3 separate regions of the Zea mays genome follow, and regions 2 and 3 are each linked to region 1. Evidence: chromatin contacts called from public Hi-C data. All regions are on one chromosome and are shown on one strand. Each heading gives the region's core, a stretch centred on a gene start, on an enhancer-like site or on the middle of the called end of the contact. The rest is flanking DNA. Distances are from core to core; before and after follow the strand shown. Region 1 holds the start of LOC100192855 (60S ribosomal protein L21-like). Region 2 holds the start of LOC100382517 (putative DUF593 domain containing family protein). Region 3 holds the start of LOC100280725 (nucleotide binding protein).

What was found. Hi-C and Micro-C count contacts between places; a contact is called where the count stands out from the background.
Region 2: a contact with region 1 is called in a Hi-C map of endosperm, with 2.5 times the contacts expected there. The contact joins the promoter of LOC100382517 here to the promoter of LOC100192855 in region 1. A contact is called at or near these places in 3 of 25 Hi-C or Micro-C datasets (bundle sheath, endosperm and tassel).
Region 3: a Hi-C map of leaf shows a contact between it and region 1, with 5 times the contacts expected there. The contact joins the promoter of LOC100280725 here to the promoter of LOC100192855 in region 1. A contact is called at or near these places in 10 of 25 Hi-C or Micro-C datasets (bundle sheath, ear, endosperm and 2 more).

Annotation. Positions count from the first base shown.
Region 1 is chr5:32,087,327-32,091,642 of Zm-B73-REFERENCE-NAM-5.0, reverse strand. LOC100192855 (60S ribosomal protein L21-like) reads right to left here and starts at 1,832. Exons shown (of 2, transcript NM_001374340.1): 1 at 1,535-1,832; 2 at 303-755. The coding sequence starts at 1,771. The coding sequence ends at 498.
Region 2 is chr5:32,310,961-32,315,276 of Zm-B73-REFERENCE-NAM-5.0, reverse strand. LOC100382517 (putative DUF593 domain containing family protein) reads right to left here and starts at 2,201. Exons shown (of 1, transcript NM_001175254.1): 1 at 372-2,201. The coding sequence starts at 2,055. The coding sequence ends at 568.
Region 3 is chr5:32,269,089-32,273,404 of Zm-B73-REFERENCE-NAM-5.0, reverse strand. It overlaps LOC100280725 (nucleotide binding protein), which reads right to left and starts at 1,775. Exons shown (of 8, transcript NM_001153645.1): 1 at 1,225-1,775. The coding sequence starts at 1,692.

The DNA of each region.
Region 1 (4,316 bases), core at 583-3,082:
AAGTAAAGCTACTAATCAAGTGATTATCAACTCTAAGTCTCTCACTACGAATAGTGATTATCAACTCTCAAGTCTCTCACTATGTAGAGGCCCTTCCTCATCCTCAGATGGTTTCTACAGCAGTTGAAATGAGCATGAGACCTCTTTTTTTTAATTCTTTTCAAAAAAGCTTAACTTCAACCAGTTCAAAACGACATGGACCAATTAAAATACGTTGGCTAAAGACGGTTGGTACTAGTGTGACATACTTTCCCAATTTCCACTTCACGGTTCAAACAACATAAATACATAAGCACCGTATGAGGTTGAAAAAGGCAAATCTTTGTTCTCAGAAGCAAAGATCAAGGCATAGCGTTCTTCTAAACTCAGGTTTGCACAGAACGGGAAAAATTTCAACATGAACACACAATAGGTTCATACTACTGCTCAGTGTGAGCAAAATTGTACGCACTAGAGTAACACAGATGTAGAACAGGTAGAAAGACCAAACAAACAACCTAGTATCCTCCCTTAAGATCATTGACCACATCGTACGGGATGGGAGTGACGGTCTCGATGGTAGTCCCCTCAACCATGAAGACAGGCTTGGGGCCCAACGGCTGCCTCTTGGTGCTGATGACCTCGCCGCGCTCCTTTGCATCCGCCTTCAGCTGGTCATTCTTCACCTTCCTCAGGCGGAACTCTTCTGTGCAGCGGGATGGCTGCACATGCTCCACGCGGACATGGATACGCTTCCTGATGATGCGACCATTCACCTGAAAAGATAACAAGTTATCAGAATCTAAAGAACTTACACATAGATTAAGCCATTATCATTGATATCACCACTACACAGAGCATAATATGTCCAGCATAACTGAGCTTAACAATCCCATCCTGCACAGATTGCAGATTTAATTGCATAAAGCATCCAAGTACTGTAGATTTTGGTTGTTCAGAAATGTTTGCACTTCTGGGTCAAGCAATAAAAAATAAAATTGCTTACAGTTAGGCCCATTGAAACCTCGAACATTTAGTTAAGGAACAATTGGATCTATACCATTAAAAGATCCAAACTTTAGATATATACCATGGACCCCACATGTCATTGACTCATGTGGACCCACATGTAAGTGAGATAGTAATGGTATGAATCCAAAGTGGTGATCTTTTAATGGTATGAATCCAAATTTCCCTTTAGTTAAACTAGAATTGTATTACACCGGTGCAGTACCAAGAACCCAATCATACATGAAACTAGAATCAACCTAATTACAGCATCTATCACTACCAGATCATACAAAGAAATGGTTATGATTGCCCATTCCTGCCGCTACAAAACTAATCGCGCCCTGGGCTTCCACAAATTCTACAGAGATCCAAATCAAACAACACACCAGCAAATTGTCGTCACTCTAAACATTCGAATTCCTAGAATGGCACGAACAGAAGATACGTCCGCGCACTAAACGTAAGCGCCGTGCACAAACGATTTCAACTGCCTGCGCCCAGCAACCTATCAGCGAGCTAGCGAAAAGGGATCCGTGTGGTATACCTGCTTGTTTATCTCGACGCCGATGGCGCGCTTGGTGACGTTCCAGACGCGACCGGTGCGGCCGTGGTAGAACTTGTGCGGCATCCCCTTGTGGACGGCGCCGTTCACCTTGACGTCGACGTAGTCGCCGATCTTGTAGGTGCGGAGGTAGGTGGTGAGCGGGATGTAGCCCTTCTTGCGGAAGGGGCGCGCGAACAGGTCGCGCGTCCGCGAGCGCAGCCCGTGGCCAGCCGGCATCCTTGCTGCTCCTGCTTGCTACGCGCGGCGGCGGCTGAAATGGATCGGGGGGAAGCACTAGGGTTTGCAGGGGTTTCAGTGTGCTGACGGCTTTATTATAGGTGGCGTGGGATTGGGGCTTGACGGGGTGCTGGTGTTGGGCTGAACTCGTTTGAGTGGGGTGCAGCCATAAAACAAGCCCATTTACATCTCTTCTATATTCCACTTCTGTCTAGCCAAAGATGAATATGCCCTGAATCCTAATTCATGAATTATAGGGCTCGACATTCGGTTTTTTTTCAAACTTCAGTTCTGTTTTTCGGTTTTAAAAACTTCGGATTTCTAAATATTAGGAACAGATCGGTTTCTAGAAAATGAAAAACCGAAAAGTTCGGTTTTGGTTTTTTACTTCGGTTTTTTGTAAAAACTGAACATCAAACTGATACTCAAGACAACCCATACAACAATTTTACATGATAGATTATACACAATTTTTAAAAGTAAAAATTATATATGTACAAATATTCCTCATACATCACAGATAAAAAAGTGAATAATAATTTAAGTGCATCACACATCTGGTTTACATAATCAAATAGTCAAATTTTAGAATTGATGAAGTTCGGTATTTATTTTTTCGGTTCGGTATACGGTGAAAACTGATTACGATACCGAACACTGAACTTCTTAGATACAAAAATCGAAACCAAACCAAGCTACTGAAAAAAAACCGAAATTTCAGTTCGTTTCGGTTTCGGTAAGAAAAAGTGCCCATCCCTACTGATTTCGATTGCTAGGTGTGACAACTTTTTTCACGAAGAAAAAGTTCATCTAATAGTAGATTGTAACAGGAAGTCTGGAACAAAATACTAGTCAACAGGGGCGAAGTCATGATTTGAGATTGAGGGGACAAATCAGATTGTGAGGGGATGTTATAAGATATTTTACATTATTTACCTAGCGATTAGCTAAGAAAATTAGTAGCTTCTATATAATTTGGGGAGGATAAGGGGGACATTACCCCCTCTGCCCCCTACTAGAATCACCCCTGATAGTCGATTACCTTTGTAAGGGTTGAGTGGCGGACACAGTCAAAATCGATAACTTAGTATCGCCTCTTCACATGTTGGGGTTCGGATCGGATGGAAAAAAAACTTGCCCATAAATGATTGTGAAGTTTATCTAAACTCGCTCTCGATCACTCACGGGTTTTACTCATTGTACACTTATAAACAATAATTCGGCTAGAAGCAAGTAGCTACCAGCAATAATCAGGTTATATCTACAGATTTTAAGTCTTCTCACGTTGAGCATCAAAACATTTCATAAATCATTAGCCAAGTTACTTATTCAAAAACAATTACTATTGTATCTTAATCATTTTTTTGTTCAAAATAAAGAATGAACCAAATTTCAGGTCGGATGTGGGTCATCTGCGGATTGAAATAGATATCATGCACTCATGAAACTTTGGGATGGATGCTGGTGCCCTCGTACCTGCACCCATAGGGTTGTCATCCCTACTCTTCACCACAACTCAAGAAAATGTAACATAAAATGAATACGACAGAGTGCTTTGGCGATTGCGAGTAACTCACAAAATTAAATGTTACCATTTAAAATCTAGGTCAATTTTATTTAAGTGAAACCTAATCAGGATGTCCATTCATGTCATGCTAAGTTGATAAGCATCTTTCTTCTCATAGAGATCCTAAATCAACACTCCATATCTGCTTGTAAATTGTGTCGTGATGAAATAATAGGAAATGTGTTAAATTAATTAGAAACATACGAGTATGACATGGCTATCATTCTAAGCGATTTCTACCACCACATTGTTGATCTTACCAGAAGTATAGCCTTTCTGCATTTTATTTTTGATGGTCATTGTTGTTGTTGTTCCTTTGGAGTCAGAGTCAGAGCCCGGAGCCGTTTTCAGATGAGCCGGAGCCCTCTCCCAAACGAGCCCAAACGAGCCCTTAATGTCTATTAATCTACAGTGGTCCACACGTTCATCTTATAGTGCGTAGACGCTGATGTAGAGCATCTGCAGTTCAGCTCCAGAAATTGACCTTTGCTGTGCTGTGCTGTCCTCCTCCTCTTCTTTAATCTTTAATAAAAGAAAAGTGCCACTTCAATTTGTGCTTCCAAAACTGGTTTTGTGTTGAATAAAGTAGACGGCCTCGAGAATGCCCTTTTCAATCTGGTTTATTTTTGTCGCCATCAAGCATGGCATGGATGTCTTCAAATGAGACCATAGCAGCCTCCGATTTGTTGACGTGTATGGTATCTATCCGTCCGAATTTTTTGTATTTTAGCCCTTAAACAGAAGTAAAATCACGTTTAGACCTAAAAAAATTTTAAATGCAGTTTTGGACCCTTTGCTCGGCGTCACAGCCTGTGGCGCCGAGGTAACACAGCTCGGCGCCACAGCCTGTGGCGCCGACCTTCGTGACGTGGCAGTCCCGCGTGGCACCTAGCTCGGCGCCACAGATCTTGGCGCCGAGCTAGGAAAAATCCGCAAACAGCCTTCTCTCTGCGCGTTTCTTGTCTTCTCGGCTCATTC
Region 2 (4,316 bases), core at 952-3,451, 220 kb before region 1:
GGGCCAAGGAGTTTAGCAACACATTTTTTTTCTGAAATGTTGAAATCAGAGTAGTTGACGGGAATGAAAATACCTGATTGATTTACATTACCCTCTCATTTGGTCTTTGAGCACCAGGCTGCTGAATGAGTCAACTTGTGAAGATGGTTTGAATGTTTGACAAAGATATGGAGTGATTGAAATTTATACTTGACTTCTCTGCATTGCAAATCAAGAAATGTTATATTCAGGCCAACTTCTGCATTTGCTGTCATTCTCAGGTTTGACCCGTTTGATTATGGTTGGACATGTCCAACAAACTGTCGTCCGATACAACGGCAGTACAGTCAGCTTCCTGCCTTCCTGATCAAATATCCATTTCGTTTTTCTTTACACATATATTCGTTTTATAAAGACTGGGATGAATCCCATGTTGTTTATATATATACATGTACAAAGCAATAGCCACTACTTATTTAAAGAAGAAGAAGCAAACTTGTTGAATCAACAAATCAACAGACCTGGTCTACAAACCCGAAACAACTTATGTACGACGCCAACCATGCATTAGTGGCGTAACACAAGTCCCTAGCTCCTCTTGGAGCTTTTAGGAGCAGCACAGAACACTTGCCTCCCTGCTTCTGCAGCATCCTTGATTCCTTGAAGTTGATCAGCTATGTCCTCTAAGAGTTGCAACTGTAATGACTGCCTCCTTTCATTAGCTGCATTTCTTATCTTGTCCTGTGCACCTTTGATGGCATTCAGGCTTTTCTCAAGGAGATCATCTGCAACAGCTCGAGACTGTAATCTCTCTGCTTGCATTGTTGCCTCTGAGAAGCTTCGGCCAATCAGGCCCTTGACTTCTGTTGAGAAGCGTATGTCATCGACCACATGCACATCATACACATTGGCATCATTCTTGCTTCCTATCTGGTCATTAACAATCTTGTCTATACCTGGACACTCGATTTCCTGAAATGCATGAGCTGTCTGTTCCTTGGTACAAGTCGATTCCATACCTTGTGCAGTATCAGCATGGAAATGGCTACCTTGATCCAAATCTTGGCTCCGGGCGGATAGGGGGAGGATTTCCACCGTCTCTGCTCCATCATCCTCATCCTCGTCCTCATCCTCAGAGCTATCTAGCTCCAGTCTTGATTGAACCACGGGAACTTTGGCCGGCGTCTGAACAGCAACACAATCATCGCTTCCCACATTGATTTGCCCTGCAGTAAGAGGCGGCACCGTTGGTTGTTCACGCGGTGATGGCGTCTTGAAGCTGAACCCAGAATCATTCCCAAAATGTTGCATCCGATTCGCATCGACCGATTTGGACGAGCTGGGCTCTCCTTCGTACATGGGGAAACTATGCGGCGTGACCATCTCCTGCTCGTCATCCTCCTCCTCGTCCTCCTCGGTAGCGCTAAAACCGAGCAGGCGTCGGTAGGCGTCAACCTCCTTGCGCAGCGCGCGCACCTCACGCTCCCGCACGAGCACGATGTCCCGGAGCTCCTCGACCTCGTCCTCGTAGAAGGCGCAGCGCTCGTCAGCGGTTCGGCGCTGCTGTCGCGCCTCAATCTCAAGCGCCGACTTCTCCTTCTGCAGGCGCAGGATCATGGACATGGCCTCCTCGGCCGCCGACGCTGCGGCGCTGCGCTCTTTCTCGAGCTCCATCTGCAGCTCGGCGCGCGCCTCCACGCGGCGACGAAAATCCCCTTCCTCCTTCGGCGCGTCGATGGCCTCCTCCTCCCCCTCTTCCTCCACCCCTTTCTGAAGGCGTGCCTCGTCGTCGGTGGGGCCGGCGAAGGGGAAGCGGGCGCGGAGGGCGGCGTGAAGGGATCCGACGGCGCGGGGAGGGTAGCGCGCCAGGAAGGCGAGGAGGCAGGGCAGGTGCGGGCGCGCGCAGGTGCAGGGGAGCGGGAGGCCGAGGAGCGCGAGGAGGCGCGCGGCGACGGCGGCGAGCGCGGCGAGGCAGAGGCAGGCCCAGGCGAGCGTCAGATCGAGAAACGCCCCCGTCAGGGAGGGCGCCGTCCAGCTGGCGCTTAAGGCCGCGGCGCCCAGGCATGGCGTCGTCATCGGATTCTTCAATCACGAGCTGGATTATTCCTGTTACGGTGGCCGGTGTTGAGAGAGGAGGAGACGTGCGGTGGTGCGGGCTGGATCCTGAAGGAAAGTGGAGAGATTATTCTTTTTTTTCCTCGTGAATTGAGAGAGGACAGTCGGTGGCCGCACAATTGCATGGTTTGCGCTCCGCAACTTTAGCACGTTCGAAATATTTGTTTCGGAATATTTTATTATAATTTTCTTGTATTTAATGTCTAAGTAGAGATATGATCTATTTGGAAGCACCCGTTTTTTGAGAAACTGGTTTATAAAAACTGAAATGTTCTAAACATACTAGTTTATGCCCTGATTTATATAAATTGGATTCTTAGTTACTTAAAAATCAAGAAACTAGTCTCGCCTAGCTAAGAATATGTTTGTAAGCAACCAAGTTTTTAAGAAACAAGTTTTTATCTAGAAGAGACAAGCTTCTTAGTTTTTAAGAAACTGATAGTCTAATTTTTATAAACTGAGTTATAAACTGATATGTTCTATAAACCATTTTTTAAAAAATTGTGCGCTTTTAAATAGGGCCTAAAGCCAGTTTATGAAAACTGAGGTGGTTCCAAACACTATTAACCAGTTTCTAAAAACTAAATTCTTAGAAACTATGTTGCTTCCAAATATGGTCATAATTGCCCTTTTGTATGTATTCTCCTCTTCTCATTGTGTCTCTTTGTCTCATGTTCACGTGTGGTGCTATAGACAGATGTCGCCCGCACTCTCTACATATGCCCACCTTCGTCCTGGGCTCAGTGGTAGTAGAAACAACTCTATACTACTATGTATCGGTATCTCAAACCTTCAACGCTATAGCAATCGTTAAGATTGTCTGCAACGGTTTCCTCTAAATTTCTCTCATATCCTACTTTTATGTCACGTCACCTAGATTATACCCCCTACTTTTCTCCTTTCCGCAGCGATTTCCCCTCGATTCTCCCCATATTCCCCACTACAATCATAAAATATTATTTTTCATATATATTCATCATCATTTATCTATTTTCTCTAACTAACAAACATTGACGTGCACGTAAATTCACGCAAGGGGCCGCTACCCTATATTTGGCGGTTCATTGTTGCACCCCCTCACATTGTAGCACGTTTAGGGGGTGAGCGTCGCGTCGTTTGTTGTAGTATTATAGCCGCCACAAGCACAATAGTGCTATGGAAGGGTTGCACGCAGCACGCTACAGCTAGTCTGAGCATAACTAGCATGAAAAAATTAATATTAGCGAATCAATGACAAAATTAATATCAGCGAATCAAGAGTTAATCGTGTCAATCGGGCAAGTACTTTGGCCATCGCAGGCGATGGTGCCAGCACCATAGGGAGACCGAATTTTTTATATTTTAGCCCTTACTCGGAAAAAAATTCACGTTTGGACCTTAGAAAATTTTAATGTCATTTTTGGACCCTTTGCTCGGCGCCATAGCCAATGGCGCCGAGGTAACACAGCTCGACGCCATAGGCTATGGCGCCGAGGTGCGTGCTACGCTGGCCCAACCTGAACGACGTGGCGCCAACGTGGTACCGAGCTCGGCGCCAAGATCTATGGCGCCGGGCTCGGATATGTAACAACAAAGTATGTCTAGCTCAGTCGGTAGAGTGCAAGACTTTTAACTTTAAGGTTGTGGGTTCAAGCTCCATCGTGGACGTATTTTTTTATCACTAATTTGTTTTTTTGTTGTCTATAATTTTTCGTTTATGTCGCTGATTTGTCCGCCCAGATTTATTTTTCATCTAGTTTTTTTTTGTTTTTGTGACCGATTTATTTATTCATCTAGATATTTTTTGTTTTTGTTTATTCAAACTGCGTGACGCAAGTACCATGCACATAAGTAACCCACCCTATGGAAGTACAAAGTACTTTATAAAATCATCAAGTCACTGTTTATTTATACCTTGTATATTTATATTTTGGACTCTAATTATAATCTTTTTGTTTATTAAGTATATTTATATTTTGGACTCTAAAACTCCAATAATCTAATGTATTCGAAATTATACTTTTTAATATTAATTAAAATTTATCATTGTACATCACTACTAATGTAAGATTAACACAATCATTTGTTTATGATATAAATATTTTTAATATTTTAAATGGTGTACTTCAGTTTTTAGTATATTATTTAATGTTTAAAATCACTTGTAATTAGCGAGAGGACGGAATCAAGCTTAAGCATGTGGGGTTTACAATGCACCAAGGGCCAGACGGATTATTCAGTAC
Region 3 (4,316 bases), core at 526-3,025, 180 kb before region 1:
CGTGGGAAGGCAAAGTGGGATTTGATGGGTTCAAATTTTTAATGCCTTGCAGTGGGGGCTGGCGGGTGGTGGTCTATCGCTTACTCGTGTGAGATGCTATGGGGTCGGAGTCGGATAACAACCACAGAAGAGGGGTAACAGGATTGTACAGGCTGCCATCTGATAACGTCGTGATCAGTTACAGGGCATACCCAGTGCCGAAGGCTCCCACATGAGTGGGGTCCGAGAAAGGGATAAACCAAGGCAAGCCTTTCCCCCGCAAATGTGAAGAAGCTGCTTCGATCCTGTGATCTGATGACTCAGTGAGAGGGCTCTCACCACTGCAACAGCTCTCTGGTTACAGGCCAGAGCAACCAAACAAAAAACAATGACAACCATTAGCTTTGCTAACTGGTTACGGGCAGTGGCAGAGCTGAGGCTCGGCCTGCCCGGGCTTTGGTGGCCCAGCCCAAATAACCTGATGACCGAATCCTAGCTCTCTGCCTACGCGTCCTGGGCTCTGCCTCATCCTCGACTAATCGCCTCCACCTTCAGGGGGGTGCCTCCATCTCCTCACCTCCGCTGCCGCACATCTCGCCTCGCCTCCACCTCCACACGACACGACCACGCCTCACCTTCACCTCCTCACCGCCAGACGCACCCGCCGCCACCCCGTGAGCCAGCAGCCACCCACCATCTAGCCTCTGCGCCCACCGCCCAGCCACCAGGCACTGGCCACACCCTGCCGACGGCTGCCTGAGGCAGTGAGGCCTGTCCATGCCCAGGCCCGACCGCTCGCTGCTCGGTGAGATGCTCTCCTCTCCCTTCTTCACTCTGTGTGTGTGTGCCCGGGCTTGGATTCGTGGTTGGCTCCGCCACTGGTTACAGGCCAAAAAGACTGAACCAAACAGCATCCAAGATCTAATTCAAAATAAAACAAAAGCTGATATTCATTTGCAATTTCATTATATGTTTCAAACCAGTTTTAACAACCAACACTACCTGTAATCCATCTACCTCCTCTGGGGTGTATCCTAATACTAAAAATAAAACCGTGATCAGCTAACAGCATGCGAACTTTGGTACTTTTTTCCCTGATGAACCAACTTTATCCAGCTAATTTGGCTCAGAAAAAGAACAGCTCGTCCAAATGGTGCCTAAAGGAATCGAGCCAAGCTAGATAGAAGGACACATCAGTATAACAAAATCAAATGAAGGAGGAGAACTGGAGCTCGTCGCTCGTACCTTATTGTGCCCCCGCAGAACAATTTCGTTGCTAAGAGGGATCCGATTGAATCCACCCTCCCCATCATCCTCCATCTCCTCCTCGTCGTCGTCCTCATCATCATCGACGTCTTCATCATCCGCTGGCGGCGGCCTAGGCGGCCCAATCATGCCGTCGCCGTCGTCCCCCTCGCCGCGAGCGGAGGGCGGCGGTGGCCGAGGCGGCCCGATCATGATACCGCCGCCGTCCTCATCGTCTTCCTCCCCCGCGGGCGCCGGCGGCGGGCGAGGAGGACCAATCATAGCGGCCCCATCGTCGTCCGCGGCGGTAGAGGCGGAAGGCTTGGGGTTACTAGGGTTTTGAGGCTTGCGAAGGGTGTTGGAGTGGGCGGAGGAGGTAGCAGAGCTGGGCCGCGGAGCCGCCTTTCCGAAGGAGAGCGGGAAGAAGGCCCGCATAGCCTCTTCGTCCATCTCGGCCCCGTCAGCCATGGACACAAGCTCGCCGCCGGCGAGATCAGGTCTGGGCCTCAGGGTTGCCTGTGCTGTGATAGTTGCGCGAGGTTATGCCAAATCAGGAGAGATGCGGGTTTGTGCCTTCCGAAACCGGTCGGGCGAGTCGCTTTGAGGGTCTGTTTGGTATAGCTTCAACTCTGACTCATGTGTAAGAGCAGCTCTCTCTCAGGAGCCACTGTTTTGTTTGCAAAACATTTGGCAAAATGGCTCTTTCAATACATTCTATTTATGAGTGTGTTAGACATTTGCACAAATACCTTGCAGGCGTGCTGTGTGAATCGAACGAGAAATCAAATAGTTGGGAAACGAGCAAAGCGAGATGAGGAAGGGGGTTGCGAGGACTAGGCGAGGAGATGAGTGAAGCAGCTAGCGAAGTCACCGAGGAACTACACGAGAATGAGCCCACCTCGACCTCCATGCATGCCGCCGCATGAGAACAGCGAGAAGCAGAGAGGTTAGCAACCAGATAGATGATTGCTGCTCCCCGCCAGCGTGCTCTCGCGTGTGTGCTTTCCGTCCTTGCCGTCTGACGAGCGTCAGGCTAGAGAATACGTCGCGGAGCAGCTTGGAGCCAGTTTTCTGTGCTCTGGCTTCTGTCCCCGAATTGGCTCCTGCTCCTGAGGCGGAGCTGTTTTTGGCACCTTGTTTGGGAGGGCTCCGGCAAGGAGCCAGAGCTGGAGCTGCTCGGGAGCCCTCCCAAACAGCCTCTTAGTGCCCGTACAAAGGTTTCCCCTTGCCATTGCAGCATTGCTCGTACAAAGGGAGAGATGCTTTGACTTGTGACCTTTTTTTGCATTTGAGCTCTTTTAGGGTTTTACTTTTATGAATACATCATTTATAGTTTCATTTTAAAAAATGAACCCTTGACTCGGCGCTATAGGTGTATATTTGGGCCGGGCCTGATGGGCCGGCCCGAAGCACGGGAAAAAAACACGGCACAAGCACGGCACGACAAGAAATATTTTAGTGTCGGGCTGGCACGGCACGAAATATCGGGCCGGGTTTGGGCCAAGGTCGCGGCCCATGGACGGGCACGAGCACGACCCGTTTAAGATAGGCATGAAATGGCCCATATAGAGGCACGAAAAGGCTCATATATTTATTAAAATCATACTTCATTCGACACTTTCATGTACTTGATAAAGAACACAAAGCTAGAGATAATGTTAGTTAGATATTTTTTGTAGCTTTGAATTAGAGTATGTGATGTAATTTTATTTTTGTTATGAACATTAGATAATGAATTGAACTTACGAACTTTATATAGAGCTGATTATACACTTTTTCTTTCTAACAAAATGATTTGTAAACAAGGTAGTCATTGCATAGCTCTGGTAACTTAATACAAATATTAAGTTTGCTTTTGGTCAAATTTATTTGTCTTATATTTTATTTGTTTTATTAAATTTGTTTTGAATTTCGGGCTCTGATGTGAATTTCGAGCCCTGATGTGAATTTCAAGCCAAAAACTGAATTTCGGGCCAAAAATTGAATTTCGGACCCTAATGTGAATTTCGGGCTTTTATAGTTTCGGCCCGCCCGAAATGAGCCTGGCACGTTTAAGCAATTACGGGCCGGGCCGTGGGCCGAGGGTTAGGCCCGTGGGCCGGCCCGGCACGGCCCGAAATTCAAACGTGTCGGCCCGGCCTGAAATTCAAACAATATGGGTCTTTTCGGGCTTGGGCCGGGCCGGGCGTCCCGAATGTACACCTATACTCGGCGCTAATGATATTGACGTCTAGGTTCTACGTGTCGACGCGAAGGCATTTGGTGCCTAGATGTCTGGCGTGGGGGAGACGTGGCGCTGACGTGGCAGGTGGGTCGGCGCCGAGATCTATGGCGTCGACCCCCTTAAACTAGGCCTAGAAAGCCTTTTTCATTTCGCCCGCGCCCCGTCTCCACCTCCGCGCCGCCGCCCACGCCGCCCCGACCACCGCGCCGCCTCCCCTTGTGCCGTCTCTAGGATCAACACTGTCTCCACAAACCAACTCAAGTCTCTTTTGCACACTTTGTCATCACTGACGCTGTTGGGGGCCTTCTTCCTCTGAAGGTCCTCAAAACGTGACTGACCATATGTTTTCAGTATGACATGGATTATTACAGGGGGGCTTCGGCTTCGGGATAATGGGTTTCTCTTATAATAGGGCGAAGATGTAGCCCGAAGGTGATAAGAATGGACGACGAAGTTGTAGCCGAAGAGCGTCAGTTTTGATGTGACGACGAAGATCAAGTATGATGATGACTGAAAAGGGACAAATACTATTCAGTCCTTAATATTTTGTGTTATGATAATAGATGAATGTCAGGGACATGGATGTAATTTTACCCGGGTTGCGTCTCGTGTCTATAAATAGATGAACAGTAACACCGTACTATTCACGCTGGATTGTAACTACTCTCTCGCATCTAACCTTCGAGCAAGCCGAAGGTATCAATGTAATATCAATCCTGTTAATACTCATGTATGTTTTATGGAATACAAATATGAATGAACCATTGAATTATATTTGTTATCTTCGTGTATTCTTATTCATTTATGAAATGATGAAGGCACGTCCTCCATGACCTTCGTCCGAAGATCATTATATCTGAGAGGAGAT